7 separate regions of the Mus musculus genome follow, and all the other regions are linked to region 1. The links are chromatin contacts, called in public HiChIP or PLAC-seq, Micro-C and promoter capture Hi-C maps. All regions are on one chromosome and are shown on one strand. The core of a region is the stretch at or near the end of the contact, and the rest is flanking DNA. Distances in the headings are between cores, read along the strand shown. Region 1 holds the start of Kpna4 (karyopherin (importin) alpha 4). Region 2 has its middle 15 kb from the start of Il12a. Region 3 holds the start of B3galnt1 (UDP-GalNAc:betaGlcNAc beta 1,3-galactosaminyltransferase, polypeptide 1). Region 4 overlaps Iqschfp (Iqcj and Schip1 fusion protein). Region 5 overlaps Ppm1l (protein phosphatase 1 (formerly 2C)-like). Region 6 has its middle 18 kb from the start of Il12a. Region 7 overlaps Ppm1l (protein phosphatase 1 (formerly 2C)-like).

Region 1 (2,700 bases), core at 91-2,590:
AGAACCAGAAGCCAAATGTTCCCAAAGGGTTTTGTAATAGAGTTTTTTGCCAAGTTCAGACACATTTAGCTTTCCTCTTCCTTCTGACTCTGAACTGCCACTGCTTCACAAAAACCACACAATTTGGGGAACTAATAATTGATAAATGAACACACACATTTGTTTGTTTTTAGACAGGGTATTATGATGTAGCTCAGCTGGCCTCAAACTCATCTCCACCTGCCTTTGCTAGATTTAACGTGTGGATCACTATGCTCAGCTTAAATATAGTTTTGAAAACATGTCCTCACTCTCTTTTCTGAGCCTAGGGCCTCCAGCATAATTAGCTTCTTCCAATGAGTTGTATTTCTATTATTATTATTATTATTATTATTATTATTATTATTAATTTATCTTGAGATGAACCCGCAAGAGAAGAGGGGAAGTGTCACTAAACTGCTCGAAGTGGCTTTGGACTCTTGCTCTGGCTGGCCTTGCTCTTGGGCTACTTTAACAGCTCCTCCTCTTGCCCAGTAGCTACGATTACAAACCGAGTCACCGGCCCGGAGCGATTCTGAAAAATTTGAGAGGCTCTTTTGTACCTGTTTTACATCCGCCTTTGGTTACAATGTTCCTGGTTAAGAGGTTTCTTTGGGATTAACTTCCTTTATCAAGAGTCACAATGTTGCATTTGCTATGTCATGGCTCATAGTCGTCATTCTCTATAAATTAATACTTTGTGATCAAGCAGTTTAATTTCCCAAGAGAAACTGCTCAAAATGGGGGTATTAGGGAAGGACCAATTTTTCTCAAGTTTCTACCTGTTGCGAACCTTCTACCTTCCTTTTCCTACCGGGTCCCTCTAGCTTTCCCTTCAGTTTTCAGAATGCACATCACCGTAGTCAGTCCTAGCCACGATGCCGGGTCCTAGGTTGGTTCGCAGTTCCCAGAACAGGACTCAGGGTTTAGGACTTCACATGTAGCTTAGACACACCTCTTTGCCTTCCAAAGTGAATGAAGCGCTCAAGTAACACCGGGGGAGAAAAGAACGAAGTTCAGAACCCCAACATCTAAAGCCACCCCGGGAATCATCCCACCATAACCAGGACCACTACACCCTGCCCATCCCCGCCCGCTCCCGGATCTGCTGCTCTTCGGCTGCCTCGGGTTTCTCCCTCCGCGCGTGACCCCTCCCCTCCCAAGCTCCTGCGCCCCGTCCCTTTCCTGCCCCAGACTCTCCCTTCCCCTTTCCTTTCGCTCTTCCGTCCCCCGCTCTCCATCGTCCCTTTTGATTGGCTAAGCACTCCGGAGCCCGGCCGGCCAATCGGCGGACCGGGTTGGCGGCGATGGGCGTGGCCGTAAAGCCGGGCCCTCAGATCGAGGCTGCCTCCCCCTCTCAGCCGGCAGCACATTCCGCCGCCGTTGCCGCCGCCGCCGCTGGCCCCGCAGTCGTCTTCGCCAGAGCTGCTGTGGTACCCGAGCTCAGGGCAGGAGAGGCCAGCCAGGAAGCGGAGGCCCGGCGGGCGAGAGGAAGCGAGCGGACGGGCGGGCGACGCAGGCGGCGGCCGGCTTCCTGGGAGCGTCTGTGCGGCGCGGTGGTTGGGGCGGATCCCGCGGGGCCCGGGCGGGTGGGGAGAGTCGCCGGCCCGGCCATGGCGGACAACGAGAAATTGGACAACCAACGGCTCAAGAATTTTAAGAACAAAGGCCGTGACTTGGAGGTACAGTGGGGTCCGCGGCCTCCGGCCCCCGGCGGGACGCGGGGTGCGTACGGAGTCGGGCGGGCGCGGCGGCCGGCATGGCGCTGGGCGGGCGGGCGAGCGGCCGTGACGCGGGCGCCGCGCCGGGAAGTTTGTGCCGGGCCTGCTCCGCCTCCGCCGGCGACAGCGCCGGGGCCCGCCGGGTGCGGCCTAGGCCTGTCCTGTCGAGCCGGCCAGACACGGGTGAGGGCGGCGGGCATATCAGCCGCGGCGGAGGCCCCGCAGCGGCGGAAGCTCAGGCTCTGCTCGAGCCCCCGACGCCAAGCGTCGCGGGTGGAGGGCGATGGGGGAGCGAGCGGCGACCTCGGAACTTCTCCGGGCCCGAGACGCCTCCACATGCAGGTTTTCCTAATCGCCCCGACTCTGGTTTTACTTCAATGTCCAAACTACAGGAGTCAACTTCTCCGCTGGAGAAAAAGAAAGAAAGAAAGAAAGAAAGAAAGAAAAAAAAGCCACCCCCGCCGCGAGAGGCGGTCCTGGTGATGCTAAGCAGTGCCTTCCAGCGGCCTGGGTTTCAGTTTGGTCCTAGCTGATTCAAAGATGTGGCTCACGATGTGTCCCTTTCCAGTCAAAAGATCACCTGCCTCCACCGCCTTATTTGAGCTTGTCCACAGATCTTTTTACTCCTCTCTGAGAAGAGACCACCAGTTTGCATTCTTACATAGAAAAGTCCAAAGGGTTATACAAAGCTGTCATCCCCTAGTCTTCTCGGTATCCTTTCTCTCCACCTCCTGGTGGTGGTGGCAGTGAGGAATCCGGTAGGCTATGGACTGACACCATCACGTATTATTTTAAAGGGGGGAAGAAGGCTTCGTTGTCATAGACACAGTTGCTTCCAAGGTTCGATGTATTAAGCACACAGTTTCTTTCCATTGTGACTTTTTTTTTTAATATAGGGAATTTAAAAAAAAAGTCAAGCTTTTAGCTTCTTATCCCCTTTTATGTTCTGGTAACTTCTTCA
Region 2 (2,700 bases), core at 36-2,535, 450 kb after region 1:
GACTCAACAGTTAAAAAGTAGAGGAGGGGAGGTGCATCTAGGAGGAGGGGGTGAATATGACCAAAATATATTGTACAAAATTCTCAAAGAATTAATAAAAATATTTAAAAACTCCAAAAATAAAATAATTCCCAGGATGGATGGGGTAAATTTTATATCACAGCAGAACATATGCTAATATCTTACAAACTAACTTTCATGAGAGATGATACAAGATTTCCAGACCTTGGCATGGATCTGAGATTAAAGACAGAGGCAGATTGGAGCCCCTATGTGCAAGCCCAGTGGAGGGAGGCAGAGACAGGAGAATCCTGGAACCACAACGACCAATCTGGAGAGTTTGTCACACAAATTACTCAGTGAAATTTATCAATAACACAGACAAAGTAATTAAGAACATGAGGACCCCAGTAGGCCAATGAGAAAAATCATTAACAGACAACTCACTGAAGAAAGCTATAGTTAATAACTATGTTAAAAAGATATGAGACGGCTCAACCAAATACAGGTACATGAAATAAATCCTTTTAGGTTGACAAAGGTATGAAAGGGAATTCATAATGAAACTGTTTCTGAAAATAAATTTGACAAAGTTTATCAAGAATCTGAACTTTCTGGAGCCGTTGACCCCGATAAAGCCAGGAATATACCTTAAAGAATTTCAGAAATGCAAAAGACAAAAATTGTAATAACAAAATAAATGCCAAAGTATGGGCAGGTCTCTCATTAGAGAAGCTTAAATGTGGTTAGCATTTACAGAATATAATACAGCCTTATGATTAAGTTTACAAAGAGCTTTGTCAAAATAACCTATGAACATTAAAAATAAAATAAAAGCAAGTGACTTAAAGCTATTGTGGGAGGAGGCTTAAGGTGCTGCAAGCTCGCTTAGACCTGAAACAGCTTAGGAACAGGGAAGTTGGAGAGGGACGGCATAGGAAGTGGAGAGAATCAGCCAAAACGTTGCCAGTAACTGTCACGGAGTCACGGCTGTGGCCACAGCTGAGTTTGAAGATCACTGTGTGCAACATCCTGTCGCGGTACCAGGAGATAAACGCGGGGCCTGTGTGAGGGTTGGCGGTCTGCTTCCGTGGAGACCCACTTGACAGAAGTCTGAGTTTCCCCCTCAGCATCTCTCCGCAGCCTAAGAATAGCAGAAGCCGAGAAAAATGAGTGTTGGATAAACTCAAGTTTGGAACTGGGCAGAAGGAGGTGGGAGGGAGTCAGGGTAAGGAAGGCAGCTGGAGTGCCTGCTTGAGCAATGAGTCACTCAACGGAAAGCCACCAAACATGTGTACTGGGTGCCAGGCACTGGCTCCTCTGCACCTGGGGCGGGGCGTGGGGGGCGGGGGGCGGTATCAGGGACTCAAAAACACTTGGGGGAAAGGACGGGGTGGGGGTGGGGGGAAGGCTGAGAGCAAGACACGAACTACATAATAAGCTGAATATGATTGTGTGATTGGAAACGAAGGAAATGGCAGAGCTTGGAAGCCCCAAACTGCAAATATTTATTTTAAATTTGCTCCCCTTTCTTCCTTAACTATTTTTGCATTATTTGAATTATATCTGATCACATGCGTACAGAGGCACAGACTCCCTGCTTTGAGTTCTGAACAAGCTCTGGGTGGGCATAGCAAAAAAAGACAGATTTTATAAGCGGGAATTGCTTGATGAACTATTTATAAAGATAACTGCTTGGCACGTGTGCACAAGGCTGCCTTCTTTAGAGGGTTAAGGGCGTATCTGAGAGATCGGGCACTGATTTAGCACACATTAAAAACCTTGGATTTGCTCACCATAACTGGCACCCCTCAAATTAACAACATAAGTCAGTGTAGACTTGTGCAAATATGGCGATTTGCAACTTACTCGGAGAATATCAGCCAACCAAAATGAAATGCACTGGGGTGGGGGGAGGGGAGCAGGGCGGTGGGGAGACAGAGGGTGAGCATCAGGTCACTCGGGACTGCTAAGTCTTTTCTGTATTTGTTTCTACCTTGTTTACTTTTGAAATGGCCAAGGACAGCTGGACACCCTAGCTCATGCCAGGAGTCCCAGTGTGAAGGCTGAGAGAGGAGGATTTTGAGTTCAAGGATAGCTGGCCTAAGGAAACAACAAAATTTAAAAAGCAAACAAAAGGCCAAAGAGTTTGTGACTTGATTCATTCACCAAAGCTGGTCTAAGTATAGTCCGGGTAGAAAGGGAGGCATTACAGGGGGCAAAGGTACCTAAAGGTTACTTACTACCCCCAGGATACAATAAGAAGGCATGAAGGTACACTCTACATAGCTCATACCAAAGAAATAAAAGAAAGCTTAAGAAATCCAGGACACAGAGAAACACTGTCTCGAAAAACCAAAAACCAAACCAAACCAAACCAAACCAAACCAAACCAAACCAAACCAACAACAAAAACAACAAAAAAACATCAACAACTAAAAAGCAAAACAGCAACACCGAGGTAAGAGGCTGGCGAGATGGTGCAGCAGTTAAGAGCACTGGCTGCTCTTACAGAGAAGCCGGCTTATTTCCCAGCATCCACTGCGGCTCCTACATCAGACACAGAGCCCCAGAGTCTGAATTTTACCGATATGGATGTGCGACTTCCACCTTTCAAGGATATTCCATTTGCTTGCCAAGGAGTCGGTACAAACACCTTGTGAACAGTGTCCCAGCATGTCTCTGTGAACCCCAAAATGG
Region 3 (2,700 bases), core at 148-2,647, 470 kb before region 1:
CATCAGTTTTAAGTACTCTCAGTTCTCTAAGGAATTGAAAATACACTCCTCCAAAGAATTTTCAAAATCTTCGACATATTGCCTATTAACCACTGAAGAGAAACATTCTCCGTGTTTGTTTATCATGGAACAGTTTGGAGAATACCTCTCCCTACTTCCATGGTTTTAGCTTTGGGTCAAGTGAGATTGTGTTTGAGAGTCCATATTCTCCCCCCATGGAAATAACACGCAGAGCTCCATGCAGTGTGTAAAGGAGTCTTACCATTACATCCCGCTTCTGGTTCAAGAACTTAAATTACTGAGCTGGGAGAGCAAAACAGCAGTCAAACAGAACTGAGCAACTTCTAAAAGTCCTGCTACGAAAGAAAACAGGTTGTGCTACATCTATATATTCTACACGGACGCATAGAGGCAATAGTCCAATCTTGATAAGATCATCTTTCTAGGAAGTCGGTGTGGCTTTCCGACAAGAACATGGCGTACATACTAGGTGATATTGTAGAATTCTAGTTTCTCCAAATCGATAAGGCTGATCCCGGCTATGTTGAAGTCACTAGTTTAAGAAACGCAACCTAGAGCGTCTAGGGAAGGATGGGAAAGCGATTCTTGTGAATTGTTGTTAAATTTTGGTTGCTTGTATTTAGGTGCTCACTGAAAAACTGTTTCCTTTTAGGTGGAGTGAGGCCAACCTGTTCACAGTCCTAAAGCCAAGACACCAGAATGGGTCTTTGTTTTCAGATGACACTTTGTTTCCAGGGGCCTTTTGACAGAAAGCAATTTTTGAATGGAACCACCTCCACCCTAAGTCCTGGGAGAAACAGTCAGTACAGAAACACCCAGCTTTCATGACCAAAGGCTTCTCCCTTCTCCCAGAGAGGCACCATTTGGGTGGAGATGACTAAGTGGAGCTGACCAAGGGTTCATAGCACTAGACGGTTTCTAGAGGCAGTTGAGGGTGTGGGGGTGGAGGTGGGGTGGGGTGCCAGGACTCTCTGAGCCTCTGGTCCACATACACCAAAGCTTTCCTCTCCCCACCCCCACTCCCGCACTCCTGAAAGGAGAAACAGCCTTCTGAATGTGCCAAGGCTTCCTCCTTTCCAAGTCAGCCCTGGGGCGGAAATCTGCGGGCTACACATTTAGGCATCTCCCCGAGAAGGGAGAAGGGAGAAGCCTTTGGTCATGAAGGCTGGGTGTTTCTGTACTGACTCTGTTTCTCCCAGGACCTAGGGTGAAGGTGGTTCCATTCAAAAATAAAATTTCTTGCTTTCTGTCAAAAGATGGCACGAGGCAGAGAGCCGGGGTTGGAGGTGGAGGACTTAGGCGAAGCCTGCGGTGGCCGTGATGCTGGCGCCCGCCCGCGGCAGAGGCCGGCAGCTGCGGCGATAACAGCGATAACGGCGCTGGGCTGCGGACGCAGGGACCCCGCGCGCGCGCGCGTGCGTGAAGGAGGCGCGCGCCCGCCCGCTCGGCGTGCGTGCGGCTGCGGGGAGTCCGTGTTCGCGCGCAGAGAGCGAGCGCGGGCCGCACCGTTGCGGGTACCACGGGCGCACGGGAGGTGAGTGCGGGGCGGGCGGGCGGGAGGCCGAGGCGGGGAGACGGTTGGGCGGCTGCCGAGCGCCCCTCTCTCTCGCGGCGCAGCCTTCTAGGTTCGTGGGTCGGGGCTTCGAGGCCCCGGGCGCCGCTCGCTCCTCCGTGGAGCGGGGCGCCGCGAGCTGCCACGCCCTGGGCTCTGGCCTCCGCGCCTGGTCTCGGGGCTGGGTCTCGAGGCTCCGGACGAGAGACTCGAGAATCTGGGCCACTTGGAGGGGCGTCCAGTGCTCTTGGCGAGCCGGGCCACCGCGGCCTCACGGATCCATCCTGCCCTGCCTTGAGCTATGTAAGCCTCGGGGGCCGAGGTAGTGGTGGCCTGGTTGTCACCGCGACCAAGGAGAAGTGGAGAATACTGTCCGCACGCCACGCCGATGGACCTGCTGCAGGCCCGGAGGGAGGAACGCACATTCTAGGCGGGAAAGGGCCTGTGGTCCCTAGGGTAGGAGAGTGCTTCCTGGGGGAGAGGTGGCGAGGAGGAAGGGAATGGGAGATTTGGAAAGAGGAGACTCCTAAAGATTAAGGCTACATTATTAATAAAAGGTCTGAGTGGAATGTACAAAGCATTGTAAAGGAACTCTTAGATGGAGGGAGCCTTACTTTTTCAGGCTGTAAAGGATGCGGCCAGCTGCAGCACGGAGAGCTAGCTGTGTTTGTGACTGCAGGACTAAAAGGTGCAGGACTAAAAGGCAGGCATTGATTTTTGACTTAAGTAGACCCCCCTCCCACAAACCCCGTTCCCAGCCTTTAGGAGAAGCAGCTTGCTTTGTTAGGAAACGCTACTGCCAAGTAAGGAATTGCCCAACGGTTTGTTTTTGGAGGGAGGTAGGACGATTTGCAGTCTTCACCCAGATGAAATCTGTGTTTTACCTTTGGGTGTCTAAGGCAGACGCAGGGAGTTTGAGCTCTCTGAAGTGTTGACACCTCATAACTCTAGGAAGGGGCCTTCCTTTTACTGAGAGAAAAGTGTGGCATTTTCTCTCTTTCACGTTGGAAGATTTGATTGAAATGAATGGCCACCAGGGAGCTGCAGCATTAAAAACTATTACATTATCGAAATTGTTCTTGGTTGTCGAATGGGACGAGAAGAGAGAAGAAGAAAGCATCCAGGCC
Region 4 (2,700 bases), core at 154-2,653, 510 kb after region 1:
CCCCTCCCAGAAGGGCTGCTGCAGATTCACAACAGAATAAACACTGAACAGCCAGGAAAAAAGACAAGATAACGGCTCGGCCGGTGGCCACGTGGACTTACCATGGGGGACAAGGGCGTGTCCAAGCTGGTTTCCGTCTTACTGTCATCTGCATCGCTGTCCTTGTCACTGCCGCTGTCATTGACAAAGCATATCTGGAGGTTCATCCCGCTCTGTAGTCTGGGTGGGAACAAGCGGGACAGTCATTCTGCTTAGCTATTTGTTACCTGACTGTAGCTGATTAAACGGGGTTAACTATCAAAACAGTTCTATGTGCTCTTCATGTGGAGAACTTAGTGACCCAAATCATTCTACATTTCCTTCTGTTGTGGTTGAGACAGGATTTTGCTACGTAGCCTGGGATGGCAATCCTTCTGCCTCAGCCAATTCTTTCCTGCAATTAAAAAGTTTATCAGAGGGCCTCCCAGAATTCCGGTCTTTTTTCCACATCAGTTTGTCGCTTAACGCTCTACGTTATAGCACCCAGTGGATAACAAACACAGAGCTGGCCCATACAGAAAGATGTTTTGTGTTTGCAGTTCTGCCACTCGAGATGAACAGACTTGAGCCAATAATGTGGTGGAATGCTATTTCGAATTCTGCTTTAGAAGGACAACCCAAACAAGTTCACAAGAACCAGTGTCCCAAGACTATGAAGAAAGTTTCCTTCCCCTCCAGGAAGACAGGGACACTCAATGAGAACCTTTATTTAAAGCGGTTGCCAAAAGCCAACAGAGGAAGCGCAACTTCTGTCACTCAAAGACAAAAACACCACAGGTCTGTTTACCCCAAGAGGCAGAAGCAAATCCCAGGGTGTTGGAAGTCACAGCACGCATGCGCTTCTGCAGACTGGCCCCCACACCCAGCACCATGAGAACAGACTCCTCTTGGGAGCTCAGGAGTCTGAAACTCCAGAAAGGATGGTCTGGAGTCAGACAGGACAAGCACTGCGATGACCGTGGCCAGACGGTGGGCTCCGCTCTTGGTCCTAACTAGCTTTTAAAGGTGAACCATATCCTCTCAGTACTATTTGGTCATTCTCAGGGTCTCCAGCATCCCAGTCCTGTGGGAAAGTAAGTCTTGTATGTGTGTGTGGGTATGTATGGGGGTGGGGTGCCAGAAGGGGCCATAGGGAGCCATTCTAAGCCCACTTTGGGGCAAAGGACACCAAATTTGCTCTGGTGTTATTCATGCTGCAAGGATCTAATCTAATACTTGACATTGTTTGGTTGTCTTTATCCTAATGATGGAGAAGCTTTGCACGTCTTGCTCATGACTACACTTGCTCCCCCATTTAGTCTCAGCACTGCGATTAAGATGGATATGTACTGCCACCTATTGTTAGACTTTATAATTGTACAAGCTCCGGCTTAGTTTTCCCTTAAAAAACCTTCCTGACACAGATGAGGAGGCCAGGCCCAGAGCTGAAAGGAAGCAGGCCACAGGATGACTGGTTTACAGCGGGTTCCAAACCCTGAGTTTGCTCAGAGCTTGGCATGGGGAGGGTGCTCTGTACATATGACCTACCTTCCTTTCTCCACTTTCTGGAAGCTGGGCAAAAACACAGAGACTCTTAGAGCTGACGTGACTTTCTAAAGGGACTGTACCCTAACACTGCTCCCACACTGAAAGCCACCCCATGATAGTCTGCTGTCTGAAGGAAGACTCACTCACGCCATCCATAACTAGTCAGCAGCTGGCCCTACAGTTGTGCCGGGACCTGCCTCCTTTAAATTTTCTTCACGTATCTTGCGGTATCTAGTATGTTCAGATTTCCCTTTGATCCAGACACGCTGAGTTTAGCAGATTTTTGATATCTGCAGTTCATCTAAAAAGTAGAATCAAGAAATTTTAACAATAAAATCAAGATCTATGGTTCGGAAGGTGATAGCAAGGACAGTCTGGGGACGCATTTGAATCTCACTCCAGTCAAGGGTTATATAGCATTTCCTAGATATGAATAAAGTCTCACAAAGAAGCTGCCTGCTGGAGAGAAAACTAAAAACATAAACAACCAGCAAGAAAGGATATCACAAAACCAAGTTAAAGATGCCCACGGACAAATATCTTCATTCTGAGCAAAAAATGATTATAAATTCTACAGCTCTGCCCCCAACTGGCCAACCACCCACAAGGAACTTCTAACAGCTGGGGGGACTTCAAGAATGCTTCCAGTACAGATTCAGAGCCCCCACCCCACCTTAGTAGCATAGTAGCCCGGTGGGAAACTGAATGAAGCTTGGGTGGGTGGGATGGGGGTGGGGTGGGGGGAGGGCTTGTAATTCCTTACAGCAGTAAGAAAGCTGCTCACAGGGACAATGGGACATCATGGCTGATTAAGAAAGGGTTTTAGTAAAGACATCTTCAATGGGCTCCCATTTCGAGGGGGATTTCTTTGCCTTTAGCCTTTAATCGCATTTTAGGAGGAAGACAGCTCTGGGTGAAACTCAACCACTTTCCCCAAGCAGAGAGGCTTGGCTGAAGGGTGATAGGGCCACCAGGTCTTCTGAAGGCCTCTGTGCCATGGAGTCAAAGAACAGATAATCCCCACTCCCGCCTTCCTGCCTGGCAGTGAGATTCACAGCTGTCTGCACAGTTTATTTCTGAAAAGTGCACTTCCCTGGGTCTCTGACCTTTTGCTACCTCACTTAAATCCTGCTT
Region 5 (2,700 bases), core at 80-2,579, 380 kb before region 1:
TCTTTGTTTCAAAGGCTGTTATAAGCACCTTTGTTGCTATGACTACCTGTTGCTATGACTACCTTGTTGCCACCATCTTGCAATCCTGACTTTGTTTCAGGAGGTCAGTATGACTCACTTGTCATGCTTACGTTCTACTCCTGTAATCCCAGCTATTTTGCCCACCAAATCCCCGATTTGGAAATTCCCTACCCCTGAGCTATAAAAATCCTTGTCTTCCTCATATCCATTGCTGACCTCTTGAACCCCAACGCAATGGGAGGCATCGGCAGCCTGTGTGCATGAATAAAAATTGCTGGCTTATATTAATGGCTTGCCTTGATGAAGCATCAGCCATGATGATTTGGTCCATGGTCTCTCTCTTCCCATCTTTGGGATTAATAATAGCTCCCAAACATTTTGGGTGTTTCTGATTTATGGCCAAGGACATAGATTGAGGTCCCTAGCTCCAAATTGCCACCTCTTGTCTTCATCGTGGCTGCCCCTGGAGGAGCCCTCACTACCCTAGGAAGCAGGTTCAACAATCTATCTGGCTTTTAAAGGCTGAATTAGGTCATCATGTGGGAATCGGGATAATCGTTCACTGAGCACTTTATTGTATATATCTACATGTTATACACACACACACACAATCTAAGAAAACTGCAACTTAACAGTTTTCTATCTATCTAACTTATAGATGGTTGAAGTAGGAAATGAGTATAAGATGAATTCATTTGCATTCGGTACATGAAACTTTAAGACTCCACCTGCTGTCCTGGTCTGGCACACTTCTTATCCATGGTCTCACATTCTTTTTGTCTGACCTTTAATTAACTGTATAGCACCAGAACCATTTGGGCCTGCATTGGATTGGTCTAGAGCCCATTATCATTTGCTTTTTTTCCTTAGGAATTACTGAAACCCAAGGGACCTACCTGGCACAGGAGCATAGCCAAGCCACGAGCAAAGGGACATGAGTGACATGTGTGGCCCTTGACCAGTGTGGGGGTGGGAAAGTAGCTCAATGGCCCTGGGTGCGATCCATAAGCTTCCAAAGAATGTAGCCCTGCTTTGGCAGCCGCTGTCAAGGGAACCCAACTGCACAGGTGCTCCCCATTTCCTGCTTTGGTGGCAATGTCCCCACTCTTGTCCCCTAGATCACACTAAGACAACTCTAAGGTCTTTTGTTTAAGGCTTTTTCTGGGACCCCCAGGTGAAAACAGGCTCAGTGTTCCACATACAAGGGACCGTGTGACAGAATGTGTGTGGTGCTGAGAGAAAAGCTGCTCTATCAGGAACCAGCTTTAGCCTGTGTATTAAGCAGAGCTTGGTGATTTGTGAGGTTCCTCTTTTACCCTCGCTGACAAAGAGCTGAGGAGAAAGTAAACAAGTCGTTATGGTATAGTCCGCCATCCGCCATGCACGGCTCGCTGTGGTTAGCACATTTACTTCATTTTTTTATGGCTTTGATTTTGCTGTTTTACAATATTGCTATTGTTAACTATGGAAAATCATACTTCTAGGAAACACATCAGTTATAAGTAATAAAAAGGTAATCTGTGGCACTTTTCTTTTCTTTTTTTTAAATGAAATGAACTGAGCTCTGGCAAAGAAGAGGCCATTGTAAAAAATGATGCACACTGCCGCAAAGATTAGTAATCCATTTAGACAAAATTCTTCTACCTCTCCTGTCCTTCCCCACTGCTCAGACTGCTACATAGTCAATGTTTGTGTTGCATGAACAGTGGCTTCTAGCAATTTCTCTGTGTCGTTCGTTGGCCAGTTCCCCTCAGACTGATGACTACGGAATCCTAAGAGCACACTCAGGGGTTCCTCAAGGATGCGCACTATAAAAGCTCTCCATCCTACCAGAAACGGCCTAAGCTGCACAGCCCAGCACCAAGGACATTAATTAATGAAGTCAACACGATGGATTACTCTGGGCACTAGAAGGTGGCTGGAAAACAGTGCACCGCACAAGGCAATTTACCAAATGAAATCTCGAGCGTTAAGTAGATCCCAAGGACTGACCTCGACATCCTACAGATGACTTTAACAGCAATACAGTCCTGTGGTTACAGACCTTCTGAGCCTAAAAGTCAGCCAAGGGAGTACTCGTTTGCCTTCCATACAGCAAGAGGACAGTCCATACATGAGAAATCCTATCATTTAAAAAAAATTATCTTGTTTTTCTCTATAAAGAAAAGTGTTTGGGGCTGAAGAGATGGCTTAGTGGATTCATAGCACTGACCGCTCTACTAGAGGTCCTGGGTTCTATTCTCAGCAACCATACGGTGGCTTACAACCATCTGTAATAGGATCCAATGTCTTCTTCTGGTGTGTCTGAAGAGAGCCAGAGTGTACTCACATACATACAATAAATAAACAAATCTTAAAAAGAAAAAGGGCTCACTATTAACCTGGACTACCTTGAAGTTTATCCTAAGCATTGCAGCAAGACCATGAAATGTTGGTTACAGAAGCTCAGCGGCACAGAGAGGAGGAGAGGGCGAACAAGGCATCCCTGCCTAGCAGCCACTCAGACATAATCCCAGGGTGCAAGTGTTTTCCTTGGTGTGTATGTGTTTTCCTTAGTTCTAATCAAACACTGCTTCAGAGACAGGGAGCGGCTCTAATTCCCTGTGGCAAACAATGGCAACCTGATTAGAAAGAAAAACAGAGTTGTGGCTCGAGTGTCCCAATCACTGGAGGTGACAG
Region 6 (2,700 bases), core at 20-2,519, 420 kb after region 1:
CAAGGTCACATGGTGTCGGGTGGGGCTACATGCAGATCCCCTCTGGGACAACCAGGTCTTGGGGCTCAATACTAGCATTAGAATACAAGCAGCATCAGGCCAACCTACTATACCCACTCACTTCCTGCAGGCAGATGAGCTTTCCCCCCAGGTTATGAGAACAAGGAGAACTGGCTCCACCACTCATTGGCTACAGTACTCAGAAGAGTGGGTCCTGCAGTAGAGCAGAACAGCTCCTGGTTTTGTAGGTACAGGAGAGCTGGTAGCTGACCAACTCAGCTCCCACCCAGGCCCAGATCCAGGGCTTTGAGTTGGACCATTCCAACATCCACCCCATCTACAAAATACTAGAATACTTGAAAGGCCAGTCCTGCAGATCCAAAGCTGCAGGCTCTCCGTGACACAGGGTAACAACAGGATATCCTAGAGGAGTCTCAGTGAGGATCCATTATTGATAGTATAGCAGAAGCCAGAGGCCTCAAACCAGGCCAGTGACTCATGGCAATGAACATTTGCAAGGAAAGTTGTTTGGGCAGAAGGGTCTACTGTGGGACACACCACAGCTTCCACAGTGAGAGTTATTTATTTATATTCTTTGTTTTATTTTAGGAGGGAGATTGCAAGGCAGATATGAAGGAATGGGGAGATGAGTGGGATTGGGACCCAAGATATGAAATTCACAGGAATCAATAAAAACTTTTTTAAAAAAGAAGCAATGAGCTTTTGGCTGTGTAGGAATGTCTTAAAGGTGGTTAACATGCACTTCTTAAATAAGGAGTTTGTTTTGTTATAAGTGAGTATAAAACTGTGAGGAAATATTAAATGCATCATCTATTCTTATGTAGAACGAAGGCTGAAATGCCCTGAGCAGATATGTAGTTAGTTACCCTGCCTAGGAAGCTGGGGAGAGTGGATTAAGATGGCTTTCGCCCAGCTGGAGCAGGAACATAGCAATACTGATGACATTAGACAGAAGCCACAATATGCACACTGAGATCACTGAATTTGAAGCAAGATGAGGGCAGAGTGCTGTTCTTGCCCAGTATTTTGATAACTGCTTGAAAGATGTCGTCTCTGCCCTGGAAGGTAAGCAGGAAATTATATGAATTAGTAGCTTACATGAAATCAACGTGAGTGTCGGGGAGCAATTTTTAATATGAAAAGTGTTGGCTGTTTGCTTACAAACTTCAGTTCAGAGGATTATGCAAATTCAGTGGTAAGTACGGGGTTACCACCGTTTAATAATGATGACTCATGCCGCAGTTAGAGGAAGGGCTGAAATTCCAGTTCAGGTGACCTAAACAAACGCTTACTTGTCTTCAAAGCCTCTGTCCCCATCTGCTCCAGGAGTGCAACATCCACTCAGACACAGGTGCTTGTCAAATTCTAGGCCGGAGACAAGTCTTAGTAAAAGGAAGATGAAGGCTGTCTGCAACTAGAGACCCAGCCAGTATAGACTGAGCCCGCCCATCTCCAGGCACTGAAGCAGTGCTCAGGGAGGCCACTGGGTGGCACCAGTGAAGCTTGCCCACACTGTAACAGAACACGGGAAACCAGTAAGGGCCACAATTGTCTGGACTCAAGCCAGACCATAGGGTTCATTCCTCTGTTTTTAAGATCCTCTCTCTCTGTCTCTCTGTGAGTCTCTGTCTCTGTTCCTTTTTCTCTCACTCTTTCTCTTGGTCACATTGCTACACTTGAGCTCAAAACAATTCAAACCTTTGATTATTTATAGTTTATATGATCAGAGCACCAAGTTGCTTCTCAGGGAACTCTACTTACACATTTTCTACTCTAAAAATGCAGACGTGTATAATTGTGCCGTTAGGGTACACTAGAAGTCCAAGCAGGTTTCAGGCCAGCGAGGTTACTCTGGAGGTTTTTGAGGTGACAGAGTTTAGAGTCACCTAGGAGACACACTTTGGCTGTGCCTGTGAAGGTGCTTCCCCTGGGGTTTAAGATGTGCTCAGCATCACCTCGATGGCTTTATTCGGTTGGGAAAGGAGAGATCTGAGCCCCAGGCTCCATCTCTCTCAGGTCCCTTACTGCCAACTATGCAGTACATAGAACTACAGAAGTTCACACAGAACTTCTTACACGGCTGTGTCATGCCCACCATGACAGACTGTTCCCCTGTATTCTGAAACTGTGATCCCCCTCACCCCAAATAATCCCTTCGCTCCTTAAATTGCATCTTGTCAGATATTTTCTCATAAGAAGAAAAGTAACAAAGTCAGAGCAATTGCCCAGCATGTTGGAAGAAGCAATCCCCAGAAACGGGAGTAGGGTGGGGGTGGGGGTGGGGGTGGGGGTGGGGGTGGGGGAACAAGCAAGCAAGTAACCAACCAACCAACCAACCAATCAAGCAACCAAACATCAAATGACTTCATTTCAGAATGCCATTCCAGGCCGGGCTGGTCTACTTCCTGAAAAGCCAAGCTCTTTTCCAGGACATCTCTGGAGGTCTGCTGCCCTCTGGCGTTTTCTCTGGAGAAATTCAAGCATCTTCTCAGAGGACCTTCGCGTATCATTCCCTCCCCCTGCTCTGGTAAAACTGCAAGGTCTGATTCTCAATTCAGGGTCATTTACTTTGGGAAGCGGGCGAATGTATAGCAGAGATACGTTTAGTTGAGGCACAACCAAGAAGACCGTATCTGATCTTTGTTTCTCTGTCTCTGGCCTGCCTCTGCCTCCCAGGGA
Region 7 (2,700 bases), core at 58-2,557, 310 kb before region 1:
AAAATTTAGCCAGTAGGGAATAGGAGAGTAGACCTTAATTAACTGTTCATACAAGTGATAAAGAAGGATTTCTAATACCTTAGGTCAGGCCGGTAAAGGAGGTGGGACAGGAAAGAAGAGGCTGGAGAAGGGCTGAGAAGGGTTTCTGGGCATCCTGAAGCCCACCAGAATTGCCAAGGGGCCTACACTACTCCTATCCTCCCCCAGACCTGCCATCCCCACCCATCTACAGGTTGATTCAAAAGGATAAGGTAAAGGTGACTGAGAGGAACAGACCACCAGTACCTTGCTCATGGAAAGAGAGTGTCTTTTTGGGAGGTGTCAAGTCATGCTCTGGAAGCTGAGGTCCAGAAATCAGAACTACCACACACTGAATTGCTTCTCTGAGACTTAACACTACTTCTTAGCTCAATAAACTTCTGGAAAGTTTTTAATAACGATACCGGGTTGTCACTTGGTTTAATGGTATACAAGATCTTATCTGTCACACTTTCTTTCCCTAGTACTTCAGGAAACCCTAAAACAGCATGAAAATGGCCCTGTTCCATGGTATGGAGGCTCTGGGCTGGATTAAATCCCTGGCACTAGTGCTCTGCTGCAGTGATCAGCTTTTAGAGACCATTCAGCTAAAGCTCACCTACTCAACCCCTGTTTACTAGGAAGTGGCTTCACAGTGGTTAGTAAGCGCATTAGTCACTGAAGAGTCACTATGAACAACGTTAGCATCATCAGCTCCGCGGGGTTCCTCGAACCACAGGGGCAGAGCTCAAACATCTGGCTAATCTCTACTGTCTATGGAGAAATGAGGCCCCTTGTCATTTCTTCAGTGTCATTGCTTTCCAATCCTCTGTCCTTTGTAGTAGGTTTCAGCAGCTACAAATCCCTGCACCCCAGGTCCCAGGAGAGCCATGAGTTTCTGCCCACTACATTTGTAGACCACTGCGTTATGCTGTCAGGTCAGCAAGTGTGGCATCTACTGCTTGTTCTACTTAAAGCTGTAGCCCACTGAGAAGGTTTCAATTGTAAAGTCTAATTAATCATACAGAGCTCCCCACTACTGAACATAGCTTTGCTATGAAGCCCTTTAATTGTCTGCAACTGCCTGGTTTCTCCCTCTCTTTTTTAAAACGCCCCATCACTTTGAATTTCTCTTTAGACAACAGTCATTTTCTTCCAATTTCATCCCGCATTTGGATGGTAAATTCTTGATGGATCGGAATTGTGTCATCCCTCTATTTAGATGAATAAATTGAGGCTTTAGAAAGTGGAACAACTTGTCAAATGATAGCAAGTGGCAACGTGGGGACTCACGCCAGCTCTGAGTAACTCTAGGCTCAGGCTAGTTCCTCCCCTTATCCTCTATATCCCTGAACCCTTCCTTAGACAGCAAGTTAGCAGTTCCTTTAGCAAAACAGGAACACAGCACACTGCCAGTTGGAGGTGGGAAACATTAAAGTGATGTTCTCCTGATGGGCCACCATTCCTCCAATCATACTCTGGGGGAACAACAGCAATAGCAACACCACAAGTAACTGAATTTGGGGGCCATTATTTTTATCTTTTAAAACTTATGAGAGTGGAGATGTAACTCAGTTGACAGAGTGTTTGCCTAATATGTACAGAACTCTGGGTTCAATCCCCACCATGTTAATAGCTAGCCAGGGTGGCAGACATCAGTACTCTTAGCACTCAGGGGTTGGAAGCAAGAAGATCATAATTCCTGGCCATCCTTGTCTGTAGAGTGAGTTCAAGTCCGGCTTGGGATACATAAAAGCCGGTCTCAAACAAAGGTTTTTTAATGGGAAAGGAAAGGAAACTTGAAAAAGTTAGATGGATACTGGCAGCTTTATTCAGGACACGTGAGATCATTTAGCACAACCCTATACTGTGGTGCATGGAGTTCTGAGTGTATATGTTTCATATTTTAAAAGACATAGGACATTAACATTTCTTGTTACATATCATGAAATACAACTATCCTTCATGAATTTCACATAATTCACTAGGAGAGTATCTTGTAGCAAGGAGCTTTAACAGTAGCATTTCACAGTACAACACATACAGTAACTGACTTCAAAGCCATGAAAAAAACAAACCCGCGTTTATTGCCAGCATTTCTTTCCCCGTCAATCCTCTTCTATCCCTTTTGGTAGCTTGCTTATGGCAGTGCATAAATGTATATACCAAAACTCACGTAACTTGTCAAATGCTTGCCCTTTATTGTATGTAAATTATAATTCAATAAAGTAAACCTAAAGTCTTAAGCATGCATTTAAATAAATTGCCAAGCCAAATGCTCTAAGATCTACCATTACTAGGATTACAGCTGGCAGCAGCCTACTCTGTGCCAGCGCACGGTGATTAAGTGCAGCAACCCACACGGCGTCTGACATTCAATGAGGAAGTCACAAAAAAGTAGAATGTGCTTCACACCATGATTAATATAGGATCCCTATATTTAGTTTCTGTTTGAACATTTCCCCTCCTTTCCCTCCATCCCTGAACCCTGCTGAGGACATAGTATAAATCTGAAGGCTAAAGATCACAAAGTTTTGATGAATGAAACAGACAAGAACATGACAGACTCTTGCAGGACAAAATGAACTCCCACCCCCACCCCCGTTGTCATTTTTAAACTAATTGTAGTTATTTAAAGTAACCTTCGAGCGTGCATCAAAGTAAGCTGGGGACAGCAATGAC

Evidence for each region. Promoter capture Hi-C pulls out the DNA fragments that hold promoters and counts their contacts. Hi-C and Micro-C count contacts between places; a contact is called where the count stands out from the background. HiChIP or PLAC-seq counts read pairs in DNA pulled down with a chosen protein or histone mark.
Region 2: a promoter capture Hi-C map of pre-B cells shows a contact between it and region 1. The contact joins the enhancer-like site here to the promoter of Kpna4 in region 1. A contact is called at or near these places in 1 of 39 promoter capture datasets (pre-B cells) and 3 of 115 datasets of contacts at active chromatin or transcription factors (the 230-238 cell line, memory CD8 T cells and thymic regulatory T cells).
Region 3: a Micro-C map of embryonic stem cells shows a contact between it and region 1, with 5 times the contacts expected there. The contact joins the promoter of B3galnt1 here to the promoter of Kpna4 in region 1. A contact is called at or near these places in 12 of 39 promoter capture datasets (the 3T3-L1 cell line, 3T3-L1-derived adipocytes, cranial neural crest and 6 more), 2 of 484 Hi-C or Micro-C datasets (embryonic stem cells and palatal mesenchyme) and 7 of 115 datasets of contacts at active chromatin or transcription factors (the NIH/3T3 cell line, embryonic forebrain, embryonic stem cells and 2 more).
Region 4: a contact with region 1 is called in a promoter capture Hi-C map of pre-B cells. The contact joins the enhancer-like site here to the promoter of Kpna4 in region 1. A contact is called at or near these places in 2 of 39 promoter capture datasets (the HPC-7 cell line and pre-B cells) and 3 of 115 datasets of contacts at active chromatin or transcription factors (the 230-238 cell line, large pre-B cells and pro-B cells).
Region 5: a contact with region 1 is called in a promoter capture Hi-C map of the HPC-7 cell line, with 2.8 times the contacts expected there. The contact joins the enhancer-like site here to the promoter of Kpna4 in region 1. A contact is called at or near these places in 4 of 39 promoter capture datasets (the HPC-7 cell line, HPC-7-derived erythroid cells, liver and 1 more), 1 of 115 datasets of contacts at active chromatin or transcription factors (stem cell-derived neural progenitor cells) and 1 of 9 other capture datasets (embryonic stem cells).
Region 6: a contact with region 1 is called in a promoter capture Hi-C map of pre-B cells, with 3 times the contacts expected there. The contact joins the enhancer-like site here to the promoter of Kpna4 in region 1. A contact is called at or near these places in 2 of 39 promoter capture datasets (the HPC-7 cell line and pre-B cells), 1 of 484 Hi-C or Micro-C datasets (pre-B cells) and 6 of 115 datasets of contacts at active chromatin or transcription factors (the 230-238 cell line, large pre-B cells, neural tube and 2 more).
Region 7: a FOXA1 HiChIP or PLAC-seq map of pancreatic cancer cells shows a contact between it and region 1. The contact joins the enhancer-like site here to the promoter of Kpna4 in region 1. A contact is called at or near these places in 2 of 39 promoter capture datasets (hematopoietic stem and progenitor cells and neural stem cells) and 5 of 115 datasets of contacts at active chromatin or transcription factors (acute myeloid leukemia, embryonic stem cells, microglia and 1 more).

Annotation. Positions count from the first base shown.
Region 1 is chr3:69,125,732-69,128,431 of GRCm38.p6, reverse strand. Kpna4 (karyopherin (importin) alpha 4) reads left to right here and starts at 1,340. Exons shown (of 17, transcript NM_008467.4): 1 at 1,340-1,700. The coding sequence starts at 1,632.
Region 2 is chr3:68,675,521-68,678,220 of GRCm38.p6, reverse strand. No RefSeq gene overlaps it. Among named protein-coding and RNA genes, the nearest start is that of Il12a, 15 kb to the left of the region's middle. Within about 2 kb of position 1,285, at least 223 of the 459 cell types and tissues checked have an H3K27ac peak or open chromatin away from gene starts, as enhancers often do. A contact at or near this core is called in the 230-238 cell line, memory CD8 T cells, pre-B cells and 1 more, where this site is marked.
Region 3 is chr3:69,597,657-69,600,356 of GRCm38.p6, reverse strand. B3galnt1 (UDP-GalNAc:betaGlcNAc beta 1,3-galactosaminyltransferase, polypeptide 1) reads left to right here and starts at 1,397. Exons shown (of 3, transcript NM_020026.4): 1 at 1,397-1,555.
Region 4 is chr3:68,613,959-68,616,658 of GRCm38.p6, reverse strand. It overlaps Iqschfp (Iqcj and Schip1 fusion protein), which reads right to left. Exons shown (of 11, transcript NM_001113419.2): 7 at 102-219. It overlaps Schip1 (schwannomin interacting protein 1), which reads right to left. Exons shown (of 8, transcript NM_001113421.1): 4 at 102-219. Among named protein-coding and RNA genes, the nearest start is that of Gm22073, 68 kb to the right of the region's middle. Within about 2 kb of position 1,403, at least 22 of the 459 cell types and tissues checked have an H3K27ac peak or open chromatin away from gene starts, as enhancers often do. A contact at or near this core is called in pre-B cells, where this site is marked.
Region 5 is chr3:69,503,925-69,506,624 of GRCm38.p6, reverse strand. The region is part of intron 2 of Ppm1l (protein phosphatase 1 (formerly 2C)-like); the gene reads right to left. Among named protein-coding and RNA genes, the nearest start is that of Gm52607, 43 kb to the right of the region's middle. Within about 2 kb of position 1,329, at least 33 of the 459 cell types and tissues checked have an H3K27ac peak or open chromatin away from gene starts, as enhancers often do. A contact at or near this core is called in the HPC-7 cell line, where this site is marked.
Region 6 is chr3:68,708,175-68,710,874 of GRCm38.p6, reverse strand. No RefSeq gene overlaps it. Among named protein-coding and RNA genes, the nearest start is that of Il12a, 18 kb to the right of the region's middle. Within about 2 kb of position 1,269, at least 73 of the 459 cell types and tissues checked have an H3K27ac peak or open chromatin away from gene starts, as enhancers often do. A contact at or near this core is called in the HPC-7 cell line, pancreatic cancer cells, pre-B cells and 1 more, where this site is marked.
Region 7 is chr3:69,438,993-69,441,692 of GRCm38.p6, reverse strand. All of the region lies in intron 1 of Ppm1l (protein phosphatase 1 (formerly 2C)-like), which reads right to left. Among named protein-coding and RNA genes, the nearest start is that of Gm52607, 22 kb to the left of the region's middle. Within about 2 kb of position 1,307, at least 62 of the 459 cell types and tissues checked have an H3K27ac peak or open chromatin away from gene starts, as enhancers often do. A contact at or near this core is called in pancreatic cancer cells, where this site is marked.